Linked DNA regions of Mus musculus: region 1 is linked to region 2. A link is a contact called in public Hi-C data. All regions are on one chromosome and are shown on one strand. Each heading gives the region's core, a stretch centred on a gene start, on an enhancer-like site or on the middle of the called end of the contact. The rest is flanking DNA. Distances are from core to core; before and after follow the strand shown.

Region 1 (3,623 bases), core at 1,019-3,518, 80 kb before region 2:
CGCGCAGGTTTCTGTGTGGACATAACTTTTCAATCTTTTGGGTAAATACCCAAAAAGCATGATTACCGGATCATATGGTAAGAGTATATTTAGTTTTGTGAGTCTGCCAAGCTGTCTTCCAACGTGGCGGTTCCACCGGCAGCATAGTGAAGTCCCTGCTTCTAGTCTTGGCAGCGTTTGGCACTGCCAGTGTTTTTAGATGTTAGCCACGCTAATGGTTGTATGATGGCATCTTCCTGTTGCTCTCATTTTCATTCCCGAGTACTGGATGCGTCTTCCATCTCTATATCTTCTTTGATGAGGCATCTGTTCAGAGAGTTTGCCCATTTTAAAACTATGTTCGTTGCTCATATCCCTATTGGGTTTTAAGAGGGTCTTGTGGAGTTTGGATAACGGTCCTTCATCGGGTATGTCTTCTGCCAGTATAGTCTCCCAGCCTTGGCTTTCCCTGTTTTCCTGCACATACAACACTGTGATGTTATATGTGGTAGGGGTTATAAATGCATTTAAAGGAAGCGTTTCCTTTTAGGTTGCTTATTCTCATGGAGAAAAGTCTACTGCCTGGGCATAGCAGTCCTCTGGTGTTTTTATATTGGCTGTCTGTGATACTGATAAGAGATCATAGGTGTGACAAACCGTCCAGAGACCTGCCCTACTGGGACGTTGTCTTACTCAGGAAGAGTTTAAGCAAAACTCTCCTGGCCTGTGTATTCAGATCCTGCACTGGAAGACTGGATGTTACTGGTGATCTAAGACTACCAATGACTGGTAATTACACAGTCTTTCAGAATCCATGTTCACTGGCGTCACCTCCATGGCTTAGTGAAATAGCAAATGACTTACCCAAATGAGGTGGGCTGTGGCAAGAATCATCTTTATTTCGTTTGCCTGGCATAACCATTTCTAAGTAGCATGGAGTTCTAAGCTGTGTGCTTCATGTAACTTCCCATGAAGTTGAGTCTCACATGGGTGAATGGACAAGACACTCTGGCACGCCCCGCCCCCAAGTAATGCAGGCAGGGCTATTTCGATGTGTAGGTGGAAAACAGCGTGCTAGAGCCCAGCACAAGCTCAGAGACCTGCAGTTGGACACAACCAATCCACTGAATCAATAGGCAAGGTGCCACTGCAGAATGTGGTGCCCGGCCTTCAGTCTGAGCTGAGCAGCAGAGAAGCAACCATTTCTTAAGACAGCATCAGCTTTAGCTAACAAGAGCTGAACCGGGCATCCAGGCTGTGCTCCCAACACCAGTCTCTGCCTCATAAGTCATCAAGGTCCCTAGAGATGGCATTCTTTTTGACATTCAAGAAGTTCTGAAGGACAGAAAGGAGTGAGAGGGGCCAAGGGACACAGCCCTGTCTCTAGCCAGGAAGAATTTCTGAGCCACCTGACTGCAAACACTCTTCTTGGTGAGACTGCCACAAATGGTCTCCAGAAATGCATCTCTCAGTCTTAGTTTCTAGCCTGGTGAGTGACAATTTCTGCCAACTCAGCACTGTGATAAGAGTAGTCACAAACCAATTTCAGCCAGCTCAGTACTGTTGCAAGATGAGTCACAGACCACTGTCTGGCACATAGTAGGGACTCAAGAAGTGCTAGGAAATCAAAACATCCATCCTTATTCAGTCTCACCCCAACCAGAAGAACCCAGGTGTGGCCTAAAGACACATGGCTTCTGCTGGGAGTGGGATTCTGTCTTTCATAAGCAAAATTGCCAATGAAAACTAGCTTTAAAAATGATGGTGAATTTGTATCAGTTCATGTCACTGGAAAGTTTTACCAGGCCAGCTTTAGCTTGACTCAGAAGCCCTAGGATATAGTAAAAGACCTGGCTCCTCTCCTCCCCTGCTTCTGCTCCCCTTTCTCTGCACCCCATTTATCTCATCCACTGGTCTTCCCCCCACTCCTCCTCTTCTTCCTCCTCCTCCTCCTCTCCTTCCTTCTTTTCCCCTCATCCCCCCTTTCTCCAGGATCCTGATATATCGCTCAGGCTGGTTCTGAACTCCTGCAGTTTGCTGCTTCATCCTCGATGGAGGTGAGACCACAGACAGCATTATGCCTGGCACCGACCTGGTTTCAACTCGGCTTCTAAGGTTTGAGCTCCTTCCCAAGTCTGGCCTCCCTTATCTGTACAAGATGGTCGTGAACAGACGTCTGGGTCCATCTGTTACATTTTTTTACCCCGTGACGGGAAACTCTTTGTGACAAGAGCTATCACAAGACAGAAGTCTGTTTCTTCCTCAAAAAAAGAGAAGCTTTGAGAGTCTGGGGCTGATTCTCTGATGCCACTCTTCACGTCTAGCATGATCCTCCACTTCCTGGAGCATGGCTCTTTCTTTAAGGTCACCTCAAGGTCCAAATGACTTCTGGAGCTCCAGCCATTACATCTAACACCTGCATTTTAGGCTGGAGGAAGGGGCAGAGGAAAGAGTGTCCCTTCATCTTTACGGTTGGTCGCATCATAGAACATTTTTTACTACATTTTGTTGGCAGATATGTAGTCACATAGGATCTTTACAAGAGAGCCTGGGTAGAGTGTGTTTTGTTGGACTTCAGTGTCTATATTTAGGAATTCAGTTATTCTTATTCCTAAGGATAATTTGCTGCCATACAGAACCACATGCTTCTATTTTGGGGACCAGGGGACAGTGGCAGTCCTTGGGGGGATCATCACAGAAAGAAAGAAATATGGCTCAAAGACTGCAGAAGCTCAAACCAAGTGTCTTAGTTAGGGTTTTACTTCTGAGAACAGATACCATGACTAAGGCAACTGTTATAAAAGACAGCATTTAATTGGGGCTGGCTTACAGGTTCAGAAGTTCAGTCTATCATCAAAGCAGGAACATGGCAGCATCCAGGCAGGCATGGTGCAGGAGGAGTTGAGGTTCTACATCTTTATCTGAAGGACCCCAGGAGAAGACTCTCTCTACTCAGACTTGAGCATATATATATATATATATAAAACCTCAAAGTCCACCCCCACAGTGACACACTTCTTCCTACAAGGCTATACCTCCTTCAATAAGACCACACAGGCACAGCATATTCAAACCACCACACAGGGTTTTGTACTGCATCCCTGGACCGATCATTGCAGGGGGTGTCAGAGATGCTAATGTTGATTGGATGAGCATAGTAGAGACTGCACCTATTTAAACAGAGGAATCCACTCCACTAGCCGTTGCCTAGAATATTCAGAGAGCTGACAAGATAATAAAGGGGGACGGGGGATGTCAACAAAGAGTCCCCCTGCCACTCCGGCACCCTTTTCAATAAGCCGAACAATCCTAGGTTGTTAAACTTTTCCATATAAGTCAATGCCAGGTGTTAAGTCATAAGCCAGCACAAATTCCAAACACCAGTTAGCTTTAGTTTCAGGCTCATTGTAGGTACCTATACTTGTGCAAAGATTAAGACAAAGCGTCACTATGCTTGCTTGGGTAGGGGTAAGTAATTGTCAACACAGTATTTCCCCATTCTTGACTCCTGTCTCTGGTCTTCTTTTTCTGTTGTGTTTGCTTCTTCCCTGAGCCTTAGACTTGCCATCTTGCTTTGTCAGCTTCAGTGTCTGCCCTTTCCTCTCCTTCTCAAAGTTTTGTTTAGTAAATGCCTCCGAGTCAAT
Region 2 (3,794 bases), core at 1,183-3,682:
GTGGACCTCCCACAAGCCTGCACCTCCCATAGTACCTGGCACTACACAGCAGTACCACATTGGGTACAAGTCTTACCCACATCCAAACTATCACAGTTGCCTGCCGAGCCACTGCTTCTCAGAGGTCCATGTTGAGGCTCTTGTTGAATGCAGATTCTCAGCACACAAGTGTGTGGAGTTCACATACCACACCAGACATGTTTCCGAGGAGTGCTGGTGCCTCCCACAAGCACCCCGTGAGTCCCTGGTGTGTCTGTGGGATGATTGTTAGGGTGATCTAAGAGCTATGTGATGGCCATAAAGATCCATTAGTGAAGGGAAAAGGTATGTGGGGGGCAACCTAGCTGGCAGCCTGTGTGGGAGGGACAGCAATGGGCTTGCATCGAGGAGGGTGAATTCATTCCTTAGTCATGCTCCCAATTTTCTGAGAGGGTATGGACAAGATTTATCTCTGTGACCCTATTTCTATGGAAAGTCATGTGAGTAATGAGGGCCGGGTAGTTCGGTTCCTCTGGCGACCTGTGTTGAGTTAATGGGATGGTGTGCTCAGAGATTCAGGAGGCTCAATATTCCTATCCAGGGAAAGTTGGAATTGATTGCTGTGTTTGCTAGGGTGCCTGTGTTTCTTTTTTTTAAAGACAGAAATGTATGGACTCCAGTCTGGAAGCTAACTAGAGTGAATATTTCAATTTACTCCCAGTATTAGAAATAGCTGAAATCCCTCCATTTCAAAAGGAGAATGAATATGACTCAAAATTCATAAGCCTTTAAATAGCATGATGAGCCAAAATGATCACATAGGACTGAAAATGTGGGGTCCTCTGCTGGCCGGTGTTCCAGTCAGTTCACCAGACCTGAGGCCCAGCAATGAGAGATCTACATGCCTGCTTGTGGCATGCCAGCTGGGGACTCAGTGTAGGTCTGTCAGCCCAGGCTGCAGGTGAGACCGTGGCAAAAGCAGGAGGCCAGGCTGCGTGGCACAGTCAACTGCAGAACATAACAGATACTGCCTGGGCCCCACCCTCCAGGGACCCACAGAGAGAGAGCTGCACATGCATATACGCAGCAAAGAAGCTAACAGCAAAGGATTTGAATCAAGACAAAACCACACTAAAATCTTAGCTCAGCCTCTCACTATTTATTTGAATGGTTCTTTGTCAATTACTTACTGTCTCTGAGTTCCCTTTTTTCTCATCTGTAGACAAGAGCTATCATGTTCTCTCTAACACATGAGGTTAAATCAATGAATTCATGCAAATTCCATATCCCACGCAGTGAATGCTCGATGCATTTTAGCTCTTAAGGCTTGGGCTGATGAAACGGCTCAGCAAATAAAGGTGATTGCTGCCAAGCCTGAAAACTTGAGTTTGATCACTGGGGGCCACATCGTGATAGGAAAGAATGTCCAACCACAAGTTGACCTCTGCACCCCTATCTCTACACACACCGACTAGCATGTAATAATATTCTAAACCACCTTCCTGCTGTTCTAGGTTACTGTGAACATCCTTGGAGAAAATGATGAAAAGCCAGTATGTACTCCAAATTTTTACTTCATGGCCATCCCAGTGGATCTAAAAGTTGGCACAAACATTCAGAATTTCAAGCTGACGTGCACTGACCTTGATTCTAGCCCCAGTTCTTTTCGATACTCCATTGGCTCAGGTACTGGGCTCAGTATCAACAATCCTGGGCCATTCGGGAAGGAACAAGGCAGCGGGTCTTAGATTATACACTGCGGTGGGCACAGTGCTGGGGAGGGCATATTTTACATGAAGAATCCAAGCTTCCCTGTGCTTCCCAGCGCTGTCAGCTTCTCTGTCTCATCTAGTCTATCCGGATATTCCACAACCAGACTCACCCCCACACGGTGTTGCAAAGCCCCAGGAAGGATGAATCCTTTTAATAGAATGCTCTCCCCAAATTCCCAGAATATATTGAATATAATATTTTTTTATTTCCTCTCTTCAGCTACCTCTTTTCCTGGAAAAGTGCTGTGGGGGGAAGGGACTCCCAGGCCTCTCTGGGGATAAGAATAGATTAAATAGATTAAATGCGTTCTGAAACATGTCCTCAGCAACACTTCTCCACTCCATTCATTCTCTCTCTTTAAAAATATGCCACCATGGGAAGGAGGGGGGGAAGAGCACCCCTCAATGGAAATGAGACCAAAATAGCTCCTCTAATGAAGTGCCGGGGCCAGAGATTTAAACCCCAATAAGCAGAGCAATTCCACATGAAAGACTCAAAATCCGCCTCTGCCGCCCGCTGAGCCTGGCAAAGCAGTGGGAAACCTCTGAGCCTGGTGTGCCACAAAACCCAGGGGCAGACAGCGCCTGGAGACCTCAGCTGCCTGCTGAGGGTGGAGCTAATCCACACTGAGTGTCCCGAGGACTTTACCGAGCCTTGCGCTGCTGAGGAAGTAAAAATTGCATCATCTGCTCCATTTCCTGATTTTTCAGCCTGTAATGACTCTGGAGACACTGGAGGATGAGCAAGAGCCATGCTTGGGCTGGCGTTCTTCTTGCCCTGGGCACCTTCAAGTTGTGGGTCCCAACAGAGCTGTGTGCATGTGTGTGTGTGTGTGTGAGTGTGTGTGTGTGCACGCGCACGCGAGTGCATGCGTGTGTACGTGTGTGTAGGAAGCAGGTGGGGTGAATTCACAAGAACCTGGACCTGACTCCTTGTGATATCAGGAGGTGCTTTCCTTTAGAGGACTTCAGGACCCTTGACACCAGGATGGCCAGACAGGCTCCACACAGGCATAAGGCGAGCATGGTCCATGGTTAGGGGTATGGCTCAATCTGCTGTCTTGCTGCCCACACACCAGGATAATTAACTCTCTCCCTGGAGGCTCTAAGATAGGGGCACTGTGGCCTCTTATCCAATATATCCTCACTTGCAGGGTATCACAGACCCAACCCTGCTACATATATAAAAAAATTAAAGTGTAGACATTTAAGGGAATAAAAACAAATGCAGTTTTCTTCTGTATCTTTATTTTATCCTCTTTTCTACTCTTTTACCAACATTCATGGGTCAAATCTCTTTTAGGCAACATCAACAATCATTTCACCTTCTCTCCCAATGCCGGCTCCAACATCACGCGCCTGCTGCTGGCTTCCCGCTTTGACTACAGCAGCCTCGATACCGTCTGGGACTACCAGCTGCTTGTCCACATTACTGATGACAACTTGCTGTCTGGCAGCACAAAAGCCAAGGCTCTTGTTGAAACAGGGACAGTGACTCTGAGTGTTAAAGTCATTCCTCACCCAACCACAACCATCACAACTCCCAGGGTAAGGATCTGGGACCTGGAATCTGCAGCCAAAAGTCCTTAGGATGTATAGCAGTGGAACCCTTTGACCCAGAAGCGTGAGGCAGACAGAAAAACAAAACAAGACAAACAAACAAAACGTTGAGGCATGTGTTTGGAAGGGCCATGGATTAGCTGATGGGAATCTGTGTAAGAGCTCGGACTCAGAGCCACTGACTTCTCACAGGAAAGAAAAATGTGAGCTGTGGTGGTGGCACACGCCTTTAACCTTAGCCCTCAGGAAGCAGAGGTGGGTGGATCTCTGTGAGTTTGAACCTGCCTGGGCTTCAGAGGAAGTTTCAGGATAGTCAAAGATACCTAAAAAGAAAATAAAGAGAGGGGTGGGCAAGAAAAAGCAAAAGAGGAAGAAGCATGTTTCTATGTGAGGATATGTTTCAGAGCAAAGGTTGTCCACTGTGGTAGACTGCACCACTGTGGGAACGCTCTCACAGTGTAGGGGGGTAAGGAGAGGTGAGGA

What was found. A called contact is a pair of places that touch in the nucleus more often than the background predicts.
Region 1: a Hi-C map of bone marrow-derived macrophages shows a contact between it and region 2, with 39 read pairs. The contact joins two enhancer-like sites. A contact is called at or near these places in 13 of 39 promoter capture datasets (the 3T3-L1 cell line, 3T3-L1-derived adipocytes, cranial neural crest and 7 more), 1 of 15 datasets of contacts at CTCF or cohesin (CD8 T cells), 24 of 484 Hi-C or Micro-C datasets (the 3T3-L1 cell line, 3T3-L1-derived adipocytes, the CH12 cell line and 18 more), 7 of 115 datasets of contacts at active chromatin or transcription factors (bone marrow-derived macrophages, embryonic basal ganglia, embryonic hindbrain and 3 more) and 3 of 9 other capture datasets (adipose tissue, embryonic stem cells and liver).

What each region holds. Positions count from the first base shown.
Region 1 is chr12:33,124,351-33,127,973 of GRCm38.p6, reverse strand. The region is part of intron 4 of F730043M19Rik (RIKEN cDNA F730043M19 gene); the gene reads left to right. Among named protein-coding and RNA genes, the nearest start is that of Atxn7l1, 21 kb to the left of the region's middle. Within about 2 kb of position 2,268, at least 11 of the 459 cell types and tissues checked have an H3K27ac peak or open chromatin away from gene starts, as enhancers often do. A contact at or near this core is called in bone marrow-derived macrophages, where this site is marked.
Region 2 is chr12:33,044,504-33,048,297 of GRCm38.p6, reverse strand. Cdhr3 (cadherin-related family member 3) reads left to right here. Exons shown (of 20, transcript NM_001024478.1): 13 at 1,494-1,665; 14 at 3,055-3,299. It overlaps Gm40874 (a long non-coding RNA gene), which reads right to left. Exons shown (of 4, transcript XR_872668.3): 4 at 3,014-3,634. Among named protein-coding and RNA genes, the nearest start is that of Cdhr3, 46 kb to the left of the region's middle. Within about 2 kb of position 2,432, at least 65 of the 459 cell types and tissues checked have an H3K27ac peak or open chromatin away from gene starts, as enhancers often do. A contact at or near this core is called in bone marrow-derived macrophages, where this site is marked.